2 separate regions of the Gossypium hirsutum genome follow, and region 1 is linked to region 2. The links are chromatin contacts, called in public Hi-C maps. All regions are on one chromosome and are shown on one strand. The core of a region is the stretch at or near the end of the contact, and the rest is flanking DNA. Distances in the headings are between cores, read along the strand shown.

What was found. Hi-C and Micro-C count contacts between places; a contact is called where the count stands out from the background.
Region 1: a Hi-C map of leaf shows a contact between it and region 2, with 2.6 times the contacts expected there. The contact joins the promoter of LOC107951075 here to the promoter of LOC107951068 in region 2. A contact is called at or near these places in 2 of 34 Hi-C or Micro-C datasets (both in leaf).

The regions. Positions count from the first base shown.
Region 1 is chrA06:20,565,534-20,571,705 of Gossypium_hirsutum_v2.1, forward strand. It overlaps LOC107951075 (trimethyltridecatetraene synthase), which reads right to left and starts at 4,322. Exons shown (of 2, transcript XM_016885980.2): 1 at 3,225-4,322; 2 at 1,784-2,557. The coding sequence starts at 4,148. The coding sequence ends at 1,928. LOC107951076 (serine/threonine-protein kinase RIPK) reads left to right here. Exons shown (of 4, transcript XM_016885981.2): 4 at 1-674. The coding sequence ends at 517.
Region 2 is chrA06:20,246,889-20,253,706 of Gossypium_hirsutum_v2.1, forward strand. It overlaps LOC107951068, which reads left to right and starts at 2,513. Exons shown (of 6, transcript XM_016885966.2): 1 at 2,513-3,940; 2 at 4,046-4,479; 3 at 4,582-4,743; 4 at 5,161-5,236; 5 at 5,416-5,571; 6 at 5,740-6,151. The coding sequence starts at 2,678. The coding sequence ends at 5,880.

The DNA.
Region 1 (6,172 bases), core at 3,072-5,571, 320 kb after region 2:
TGGAGTGGTACTTTTGGAGCTTTTAACAGGGAGAAGATCTTTAGACAAGAAACGTAGCCCAAGAGAGCAGAACTTGGTAGAGTGGGCGAGGCCAATATTGAATGATGCCAGGAAACTTGGGCGGATAATGGATCCTAGACTGGAAGGCCAATACTCGGAAATGGGGGCACGAAAGGCAGCTGCATTGGCTTATCAATGCCTTAGCCAACGCCCAAAGCAAAGACCAAAAATGTGTGATGTGGTGGGGATTTTGGAGCCCCTTCAGGATTATGAAGACATCCCAATTGGTTCCTTCGTTTATACGGTTCCAAACCAAAGTGGTTCACCAAAGGAGGAGGAGAAGGAATGTGAATCTAAAATGAAAGAGAATGGGCATCATCAAAGAAACCACAAACCTCATCATCACGGCCATGGGCATCAAAACAGGTCACCAAAAATGTCTCCCATTCACTCCAAAAACGACAACCTTGAAAGTAAGTTGAATTCTCCCTTGCATCATACAGCAAGGGGAGCATAGGGTATATAGATCACACTGTAAATAGGATTAATTACAGATTGCGTTGGATTTTGATCACTGTGGCGAATGATAAAGGAGTGTAAGATTTACATAAAAAAAAAGTGTAAGATTTTCTTGAGCGCAAAGACGTGTTTTACTTGCATTGATTCTTCCAAAATAGAAGATTTTGCTTTTCTTGGTTGAATTTTGAGTTTTAATTGTTTATCAAGCAAAAGACTAATTAGTAATCACAAAGGATTTTGATAAGGAAATAAAAAATCAAAATTTTCAAAATACAGCTAACCATGAAATTAGATTATGTTACTCTTTGTTGGGAAGAAAAATAAAATCAATATCTAAACTCCCACTTAAATTATTTTTAAATCTCCCAATTTACAAAGTCATTCTTTTTTTATATATTAATTTTAAGTTTGTAAATTCAATTATTTAATTTTAAAAATTCATAAAGTTGTTAAAAATATATATATAAATACATTTATAATAAAAATTATTGGTTTAACAATTCTTAATTTTTAAATATTTTTCGTCATAGTAATTCAATAAAAAAAATTTATAAATACGATAAATAAAAAATTGTTATGAATATCTTATTAATAAAAGAGTTGGTGGGGCAGAAGGGGTGGGGGTGGTTTGGTATTCAGTTTTTTTGAATTATTTGAGTTATTTGAATTCAAAAACTCAACTTAATTCAAACTCGAAATTTGAAAAAGAAAATCGTGTTGACTCAATTAACACGATTCAAATAATTCGAAATTTAAATTTTGCTTACCCCATTGTTATCAATTTGTATGATGATTTAAATTAATTATTTTAATATATGGATAGATGTATAATAATATTAATAAGTTTTTAAAAATTGATGATATGGTATTATCTTATTACTAACTAAAGCTATATACTTTTATAATATAAAAACTTTTCAGATTAAAAGATTAAAAAATATATCTCACAATTCAAGATTACAGTAATAAATTTTAAAAATATATACAATATTAAATCTTTCAAAAACCAATAACACAAAAGAGGCGGTGGTTAAAAGCTTTGAGTTGATTTTTGTGGTCAATGGCTCAATGGCATCCCCTCCCCCAATTCGCATGATGATTTATTTTTGTTTTTGACATTTTTTTTATATATTAAATTTGGATTTGAATTGACAAGTGTTTTTTTCTATTTAAAAGATTTAATTTAAAGAGTATTAAAATTTTTATCACTTTTGATTTATTAGAATGTTTTTTTTTTTTAAATCAAACCCGTTATAGCATAGCCTAACCTCAAAAACGATGCATCTAATTAGTTCATAATCAAATACAAGTACATAAATGTTACATCGGAAAGTTGATTTCTATCAGAGGAGGCTTCTTAGGTGTGGAAATATATATGATCAAAAGCTAGTAGAAAAATACCAAGATTTCAGACATTATAAAGATGAAGGGGCAGACGAGGCTCTATAACTGCATCAAGTGGAAACTTTCTTGGTGTTGCCAATCCATAAACTTCATCCATGCTCAACTCTTCTGCTTTAGTATTGTCAGGCAATTTCCAATTGAAGCCATGCAACAAGTTCGCTAAGCTTGATTGAATCATCTTTAGTCCAAGGCTGTAGCCAGGACACATCCTCCTCCCTGAACCAAATGGCAACAGCTCAAAATTTTGGCCCTTCACATCGATTTTCCTCCCTATGAACCTCTCAGGGCGAAACTCCTCGGGTTGCTCCCATAGGAGCGGGTCTCTTCCTATGCTCCAGGTATTTACGAAGACTCTAGTTCCTTTGCGAATATGGTATCCAGCCACATTACAATCTTCCAAGGCCAAGTGTGGTGCTAGCAATACAGCAACAGGGTGTTTCCTCATTGTCTCTTTCATGATTGCATCTATGTAAGGAAGTTGTTGGATGTCTCTCTCTTCTACCCATCTCTCCCTCCCAATCACTCTGTCGAGTTCTTCGGTTGCTTGTCTGATGAGTTGTGGTTGCCTGATCAATTCAGAGATTGCCCATTCCACTGTTGTTGCTGACGTATCTGTGCCTCCAGCTATCAGATCCTACCATCAAATAAAAAATTTTAATCATCGATTAGCAAATTTATAGGCATCTCTTTAGCTTGCAATTATGCGGAAGAGTTTTGCGAGTTATTTCGAGTTTTTAGTAATCTAGAACTCCTCCATTCACTTAATCGATCAATTTCGGATGCACTACACTGTGAACAGTTCAATTAGACAACCTTTAGTCATTGTTTTTCTTTTGGAATGGGCATAAAGGTTCGCCTATCAGAATATTTTTCTTCAAGTGGACATTATGATTAGGGGAACATATCATTTAAAAATAACATGATGTTTGAATCATTTATTGTACACTTCTGTTTGGTTTTTAGTTTAATTATTAAACGACGCATGACATCATGTTTTTGTAACAAATTATTTATTTTGTTTTTATATATATTTGGAGAAGAAAATTAGAGTTGTTTCTATCAAACCTAAGTTCTCCTATCTACAACATAAACCTGAGGTGAGATAAGCAAAATAATTAGTTGCTAGTAGCTGAAAGATTTGTTTAGAACAAAATCGATCGACTTTTTGTACTAGTTTTTTGTCGTCTTTCAGTCATTTGCATCATTTTACTTGATTATAGTTTTTTTACTGTGTTATTTTTTATCGTTGGCAATGGAAAAAGAAATGGGAAACATAGAATGAATGAGCAGAATATAGATACCTGTGTAAACCCCCTTACACCATCATAAGTGAGCTTAACTTCACTATCAGGGTCATCAGCTAGCTGTAACAATAAATCCACCATGTCTTGTGTCACAAAATCCTTGGATAATTCTTTATTTTTCTGCTTATGTTCATCAAACACATGGTCGTGAAATGGGTCAAGTTTTTTCTTCAAAGCCTTCATTCGTTTCACGTAGCCCTGCAAATCCAAAAAGTCTAGCCAAGGTATCCAATCCCCAATATTCAACACTCCATTCAACAAGAACAACTCGTCTAGAATCTCTTGAAACTCTTGCAGACTCACTATCGAATTCGATCCAAGCCGATCATCGCTCTTCTCACTGAAGTACTTCTTTCCCAATACGATTCTGCTTATAATACTGAGAGTAACACGTGAGAGCTGCTCTTTAACCCCAATCGGCTTCCCTGATAATCTATACAGGCGGGAGACAAAAGCTTGAATTTCCTCGACTCGGATGTACTCGAAGGACTCGAGTCTTTTCGAGCTGAATAGCTCATTCAGGTAAATTTTGCGGCCTTGGCGCCAGTATGGTCCATACGGTGCCCATGTGATATTGCAGTAGTTATAAGTAGTGTACTTGCCGGCCGCAGTTTGGGGTCTAGAAGCAAAGATATGGTCATGTTTCTTCAGAAACTCCTTAGCCATCACTGCAGATGAGGCAACCACTACAGGATAGGAACCAAATTTGAGCTGCATCAATGGCCCGTAACGTTGGGATAGTTTGTGAAGAGATTGATGCGGGAGGGACCCGATGAGATTAAGGTTGCCAATGATAGGCCAGGGTTTGGGACCTGGTGGAAACCTCAGTTGTTTGCATCGCCAGTCATTGAAAATTTTGGAGAGAAAGGCTAGAGAAGCTAGCCATGCTATGGACAGAACAAGCCAAGACGGAGACTCCATTGATTAGAGGAGAGTTTTACTGCTGCGAATTGGGGAATATTTACTAATTCTCAAAGGTATTTAAAGTTGAGTTCCTGTGAGTTATGTGATAATATAATGTGAATTGTTAATATGTTACACGTTAATCATGTGATGTCTGGTATGACTGTACAATAAAAGAAGATACTAAATTTATTTTCTGTGAGTTGTTAATATGTTATACGTGAAGCCTCCTCAACTTCACTTTTAAAATATTTTTCTTTAAATAAAACATGTCCAACTCTAATAGCAGTCGCACTCAAACAGGATTTGCTTCGACAATTGAGATCTTACCTTTTTAAATCAAGTGAAAATGGACAAGTAAGTTATTTTAAATGTTTTTTTTTATTATCAATGGGTTGTGCATTAAAATAAGATTTTTAATTCAGGTTAAGATTTTAATATTTATGAAAGTAGAATTTTATAAATATAGACTTTTAAGAAATATGATATGTTAAAGTTGTGTGACTCGAATCTTTGTAAAATAAAAAAAATTCGTATAGAATTACACTTCTTTTATTTAACATTGATTAGAATAAGGTTTTTCAACCTTTAAATAGATGTAACCGAAACCCCTCTTTTATCATTCGATTTTCTTTTGCTCTGCTCGTGATTTTTCCCGAAAGAGTTTTCCATATAAAATCTATATTTTTTTTTCTTTTCTTATTGTTTCGTGATCGTTTCTATTATCATTTTCGACGTTAGTCTTAACATGATAAATAACTTATTGATGAATAAAAATACAAAGTATAGTTATTTATACCATAATACATTATTAGCATAGTACTCAATTTTTTCACAATTATCTTCTAAGTTTTTATCTAAGTTCAAGAAGATCTCCTTCATAAATGTTGGGAAGAGAACAAAGAAAGGAAAATAGTTGGTATTAGAAAAAAAATTAAAAGGAAAATATAAATTTTTACCCCCTGAAATTGGTAGTTAGGTTCACTTTGATATCTATGCATATCTATGCTTTTTTGTCTACTTTAGTGCCTGAATTTGATAATTAGATCCATTTTTTACCCATGAACTTGGATTCAATCAAGATTTGATGATGTGATTAGTGTTACTGGAACAAGATCGAATCAGTAGCTTGGACCAATTAGACCGAGAATTGATTGGTACAATGGTCAAAACAAAGTAATTGGACTAGTTAAATTGAAAACAGCTTGAAATTGGTAAACATAAAAATTTAGGACAAAAATTGACAGTTGAACAGGTTGAATAGGACTAGTAATTTTTTTATTTTTTATTTATTTTAAATTTTTATGAATTTTTAATTAATTATTTAATTATTATTGGTCTAGTAGTCAAATCAATTGAATATATTGAATCAAGAATCTGTGGTTGTTGGAATCTAGTGCCCTTAATGTAATTTTTTGTCAAATATATATATGTAATTTTTTTTATCAGATTGGTTTAATAAAAAATCTATATTCACATTAATATTTTTTATATTTGTCCTCAATTGTTTTTGTACGCAAATAAAAATGAATAAACAAATATTGGCTCACTAATTGCTTAACGTTTAACTAACATTAAGTTGTATTATGTGGTTAGATCATAATGTGAGAAAACAATTTATATTAGTAGCTAAATTAAATGGTTCATAGTCAAATGAATTGAAACTAAGCAAATTGATTCAAAAACCATTATGACGTCTATCAAGTCCAATTAGAGAGATATCTTGTTTTGGGTAACAGAGTAGATGACTCACATAAGATAGAAACATAGGTGTGATTATTTGGATTGGCAATACATTAGATATTACCCAAGTTAAATTAATCCTAGGTCCATTTATAGATTTATTCTCTTGTGATGTTCATAGTGTGTCTTACTTTAATTCTAAGTAAGTACTTGACTATGTGTGCATGACTGATATACTTTGATCCAAACGCTGGTACGTTAGGTATACGAATTTTGCATGGAATGACTTCATTGATAATATTGAAATTCATAGTCCAATAAAGGGTGAATTGTATCCTCTCATAGTGGATTACGTGTAA
Region 2 (6,818 bases), core at 1,263-3,762:
AATTCGCGAATGAGTTAAGATTACCTTACGATCCCACGCCTCAATGTGCTCCTTATGCTGTACCACCTAGTCGTTATTGCCCTTCCTCCGTATGTTCCCATTGTACAACTCTTTAAGTCTCACGGTGACAGCAAAATTCATTGCCTCCACCCGAACTGTCATAACACCCAATCCGATTTGTGCATTTCCATCATCGTGTACACTACCAATGACACCTTGGCATCCCACATCTGCCCATTATCCAACATTTCTGGCAAGATGTAAGATATGACATTAGTGTCGGTGTACAACATCCATTCAAATAGAAAAGTAAAATTGTAAGTATAGTTATGTATGAATTTTTTTTACGAATCATTATGTAATTAATATAGGTTCGAAAGAATAAGTAACTAACCTCGGTTTTCAAATGTTGGTCTAACAACAATATAATATCTTCTAGCTCCTCAGGCAGTCTCATATAACTCGGCTCACGGTTCCACCTATATAAGCGATATGTTAGTCAAAACGTATAATAAAAAAATTTACTGTATAGACTACATATTTGTTAATAAATGATATTTACCTCGTCACCAAAGGGAACATGTATGGGTTGGTTACCTTGGGACGTAGAAATAATAGTAGCCACTAGGCCCACAGTTGCAACAAGAGCAGGCAACCACCGATCGATGTTGCACTCGGTATCGTGGCCCAACACATCTCCCAGTATAATGTGGACACTATGATAGATCCCCAACTTAGTTTTCCGTACTTATTGAAGTCCACGATGTGGTAGCCACCTTACATGAACCAAATTTTGAGATTTGTCAAGCATTAAAATGCCCCAGATTAACTCATGACGTATGCTTGAGTGTACTGTTCTATGACCTCCTTTATTCAGTATTCAAGGAGCTCGTCGAAATTATCATTCAACTAGTTCATCGATATCGGACCACTTTCGAACTTGTCTTGAACCTTCCCCAACAGTGATGTGCAGAAGTCCACTTTACCCGGAACGATCGCTAATTCCGTGATGACTGGCGCATCCATTGGCAGACAGAGTTGTAGTTCCAACGTCTTTGAGTGTGATTGTTCACTCACCGTATGGAAAGTGGAAAATGGAAAGTGGAAAGTGTGTGTTTCGGGCCTCCATCTTTCCACCAATGAGTTGATAAGTGCCAAATCAAGTTTGTAGCCCCCGAACATGCAAGACACATGTAAGAATCCAACTGCTTGCAAGTGGCCAAGAATTTCAGGGATCGCAAGCTTTCCGATGTTATGAATGAAGCCCTTCAAAACACGATTCTCTGCCTATTTACACAATAAAAATAATTTCAAATTAAAAAAAATAAAATTAACCTTATTGAAATTAATGAAATTTAAATTTTCGTCTTACCATTACTACTTGGGTGGTGGAAATATTCTTGTTGTTGAAGTGGATTAGAGAGGCGGTCATTCGTGAAAAATAGATTTTGAACAAATACAATATGAGATAATTAATAAAAATATTATTTTTAAATGAAAATATCGTACACGATCAAAACGAGAGACTTGAGAGGGTTTGAGAGAGTTGAGAGAAGAATGTGAATGAAAAAACTGAAATTTGGAGGGTATTTATAGGGTAAAAAAACTTATTGTTGGATTTTTATTTTTATTTTTTACAGTTGGCGTGGCACTGATAAAAAAGCCATTGCTTTTTGACCTTTTTGAACATTGAGGGAAAACATGCCTGATTAGATGAGTTTTCCAGAAAACGTGTCCAGCTAGACGTGTTTTCTTGATACGTATGCAGAAAGCTCGTCCAGTTGAACTCGCTTTTTTATTTAAATCAATTTATTTCCTTAATTAAATCTAATTATTAAAAAAAGGGACTATTGACGTTATTTAGCCCTATAATCACAACAATATATGATATATGTGATTAGATTAGATATGTCATGATTGGCTTCTAATATATACTAGAATTAAGATAGTATTTCTTTAATGTTGATTTGAATTAAGCTTAATATATAATGCTAAACCTTATATATGGTAAGTTGAGTTGAAGTGTATAGTATTTAATTAGATAGTTATGTTTAAGGTCTAAAATAATAGGTTGTTAGTGCATGCTTAAAAGAAACAAATTAATAAAGTTAAAATTCAGCAAATTATATAGTTTTTTTAAGGAAAGAGATTATTCATTTATTTGATTAGATTAACATATTTTAAATGTTCATGATAAATTTAAACTTACAATTAATTTAATTTAATATTAATACTCTAAAAACTTAATTAAAATATTTTAAAATCCTATATAAATTTAAAATTTAAATCATGTTGAACGTTATCAATATTTTATTATTAAACAAACATAAATTAATAAATAAATATTATAAAAATTCCGATTAATCAATAAAAATACATTCTTTTTTCCTCTCACTATTTTATTTCTTCTTCACATCTCTTTGGGCCAAAAACAAATACATAAAAAAGCCAGCTGGCTGACCATTCAGATTCAGGCCCGTAATATTGAGGACATTTATGTGGCGGGAAAATTAATATAGAAAAGCGTACGCGAGAAGCTTCTCTTTCAGAAAAACCCTAAATTTGTTAAAAAACCAAAAGGCCGCCCTTTTTTCTTAATACGATTCCTCCCTATTATTCTTTTGTTGAGTGTTCATACTGGTTCGTTTTCACTTCCCGCCATTTTCTTTCAGCAGCGATGCCGGTCCTAAGATCCCGCGAAATCCTTCCGGTCCAACCCAAGCCCCTAAAAGCTCGGGCCAATATCGACCCGCCCGCCACTCCCACGCAAGGCCGCGAACAACCCGCCACTCGTTCATCGCCGCCTTCACTCATTCCCTCCCCTAAAACTCTTGGTTCAGTTTCCGGTTCCGCACCCATACTTCGGCGGAGCCTTCGTCTTTCTACGAGAGCTTCGTCCAATGCCGGCCAGGATGGTGTTTTGGAGGCGGAGGAACCTATCGAACGACGAAACGGTGACGTTTCGAGAAAGAGGAAGTTGAGTGCCGATAACGATGTCGGTTTGGAGAGCGGCGAGGATGAAGGGGTATTGAGTTTGCGGTCGGGGAAGAGGGTTACTAAGAAGGGTCCATTTGGCGACGGCAACGGCAGCGAAGGCGATGTAGAGGTTGAAATTGACAGGAAAGGTAAAAGCATGTTAGTGGAAGAGAGTGAAGATACTGAGAAACCGGAAAGAAGCAAGGAGAGAGTGAATGTGAAGGGAAAAAGGAGATATAGTAGAGAAGAGAAAGGGAAGGGGAAATTGCTTGTAGAAAGTGCTTTGGAATCTAAAGATGAGAGTTTAGTTGACGGTTCAGTTTCCGACGTTGAACTTCTAGCACAGGAAGTGAATTTGTCCAATGAAAAGCCAAGTAAGAAGAATAATAGGAGAACAAGTCAGGGGAGAATGGAGCGGTTTCGAGATACGGCTAGGGAAAATGCTTCTCGATTTGCCCATTTCAGCACCCAGGAAGAAGATGATAACATTTTATCAACGGAGGCTGAAAGCGAAATTCCGTCCGAAGAACCTGAAGAAAAGGGTGTTGAAGATTGGCCGGGTCCTTTCTCTACTGCTATGAAGATTATAAGGGATAGAGCAGCGAATTTTAACGTAAGACAGGGGAGTTCTTCCTCGGACAAGGTACAGTACTTACAAATTAAGTGGGTTCCTCAAAAGGGTAAAAGAAAAGACTGGTCAAAGCGGCTGCCTCCATCATTGCTTGATTTGAGCTTGAGGGTTCTTGTCGATAATGCAGATGCGATTGCTTCGCTTGCTCATGTGCCTGATGCTCTGAGACACAAGCTCTGTCATATGCTCTGTGACTCGAGGCGAATGAATAGTAACTTTTTTGATCTCCTTCTTAACGGATCCCCTATCGAAATTCGCCTCAAAGATTGTTCATGGCTAACTGAGGAACAGTTCAATCAATGTTTTGAAAAGTGTGACACTATCAACTTGACGGTACGCTGTATATTCATCTACACGTCGTATTGAGTTATTGCTATTTGTCCATTTCATGATATTCTTTTTGCGACTAGTCTAAAGTTTATTGTTTTTGGAATTCAGATTCTCCAACTTGATTACTGTGGCCACTGCTTAGCGGATTATAATTTACCTTCTACCTTAGCTCGGTCGCCGAACAGCTTGCCTGCACTAACCACTTTGTCATTGACTGGTGCATATCGTCTTTCGGATGCTGGGCTTAGTGCTCTTGTTTCTTCTGCCCCTGCATTACGATCTGTAAATCTCAGCCAGTGTTCATTTCTTACCCACAGCGCTATTGACATTTTAGCTACCTCCTTGGCATCAGTTCTACTGGAACTATTTATCGATGATTGCCAAAGTATTGATGCAATGCTGGTTCTGCCATCATTGAAGAAGCTGGAGCATTTGGAAGTGTTGTCAGTAGCAGGGTTGGAGTCTGTAACTGATAGTTTTATCAAGGAATTTCTTATTGCAAGAGGCGATGGTATCAAGGAACTGATTTTGATGGATTGTTGGTACGCTTACTTATCACTTGTTTTATCTAAAATCTTTTGTAGTTCCCTGGTTTTGAGTTTCTTTTGATCCCTAAATATGTTTGATACTGTAATTTCCTGCAGGAAATTAACTGATTCTTCCTTGAAAATCATTGCGGAAACCTGTTCAAATTTACGAGCACTTGACATTGGTAACATATCCAAACTGACAGACACTTCTTTCGGCTACCTGGCCAGTGGTTGTCGGTCATTGCAGTCATTGAAACTCTGCCGCAATGCATTCAGGTATTTACCGTGTCTTCTGGGAGGGGTTATTTTTACTTACTATGTCATATAATCTTATGCTGTGGTCTCGTCTATTGTGTTTTGCTAGTTGATTCCTTGTAGTTGACATTGTGTGATAGTTGAGTTTGGCACATGGGCGTTTTTTACTATTTATTCCAACGGGGCACAAGGCATTCGTTGTATAAATAAGTATTCCCCCCATGTCTTATTGAGTAATAATGTAAGAGTGGAGTGCCTTTATGTGTGTCTAATCAATGAGGTAGCCATATGGTTGGTTTGGAGCAGTTGTCTTTCTCAAGTCTACCCAATATTTTGAAAGTACGTTGGAGTTTGTTTCATTCTTATATTTCGAATATGATTTCTGTTATATTAGCTGTAGAATTCACTCTTTCTTTTTTTTCCCCTTGCTTGCAATAGTGATGATGCTATAGCTGCATTTCTTGAAATGTCTGGGGAGGTTTTGAAAGAGCTAGCACTGAACAATGTTGGGAAGGTACTTGATTAATGCTTCTCCTCTTTTCTCTCACACATATGCGTAGACATGCACATACAATAACTCCCCGCCTACACACAGGGAAAAAAAAGTAAAGAAAGAAAACCATTTCTTAAGGCTTCTTGCTTGTTTTTGTATGGTATTATTCTAATTTCTTATAAATGGATGAGCCTTTTTAGGTTGGTCTTAATACAGCCTTATCACTTGCGAGGCGTTCAAGAAATCTGGTTAGTCTGGATCTATCTTGGTGCCGAAATCTGACTGATGAAGCTATGGGCTTGATTGTAGATAGCTGTTTATCGCTGAGGGTGCTTAAACTTTTTGGATGCTCTCAGGTACTTTTGCCTGATCAGATTCGCCTTTTAGCAACGAAACCTTTTCTCAATACCATATAATTGTCCCCTTTTGTATGAAATGCAATATCATGCAGCTTGAGTAACCTGCAGACTTAACTATTTGCTTGACATCAGTTGTTTTATGTTGTCTTGGTGCTATGTTTGCAGATTACAGACGTCTTTTTGTATGGCCATTCTAATGCCAAGGTAGAAATCATTGGTTTGAAGTTGTCTCCATTACTGGAACATATCAAAACACCAGCTCAGGGTCCATTGCAGTACTCTTCAGTATCAGTTGGGTGTCAGTGACCAGTCATAGCCATGTGATGTATACCGGAAACGTGTAGGTGGCAACTAAATTTTCTAGTGAAGTGCTAACAGTTTGATGTCTAAAGAAACAAGGACATTTTTTTGTCGTTCTGTGATGCTCTCTTTTGTTGAATACCTGTCTAATGAGTCGCATCATTAATGGCTTTTTCATGAATGAAATTCATGTTTTGAGAAATAACAAAGCCAATTCTTGTACTCCACAAAATTAAACTTTTACGGTTTATCATGAAGTTTTTAATTTCGCTCAAAACACTTTTGCTTTTGAATTCTGAAATTTGAGCGAAATTTGACTGAAATTCCATCATATTAATTTCGCTCAAAACACTTTTGCTTTTTAATTAAACTTTTACTGTGCTTGCCGAAATTCCATGGCCACAAGTAGAATGAATAGAACATATCGACAAGTTGTGGAAAGTGCAAATAAACAAACAAGGTTACCAATAGACAGGTTGATGCAGCCACAGATAGAGCGTGGAGCTAAAGGCAATCATCATGGTAGTTATGGAAATGAGAAGGGCGAGGAGCCCCATAATCAGCCTCTTGGGGAGGGCTTGGAGAAAGTCGTCTTGTGCATAATGAGCAGTGAGGATGGACAAGAACATGAGAATGACTTTTCACTTTTCACTTTTAATGTCAGCATTGGTGCCACCTGGTACTGTGATGGCTGCAGCAAACACGACCGTGGCTATAAGTGCCGCTACCAACGAGAATGAATTTGCTGTATCCTTCATCCTTCTTTCTCCTTCCTAAACTAATTCCTTTTGTTCTTCAGTGAACATTCTGGGAGTCGGTCTTTCAATGTTCCTAACATCTTGATAGATATTCGGTACAACCTTTTCCGCTTTCTGGAGGGAGATGTTAATTCCGATATATCAGCTGTATCGTGGGTAACTCCGTTGAATGCTAAACCTTGTCGT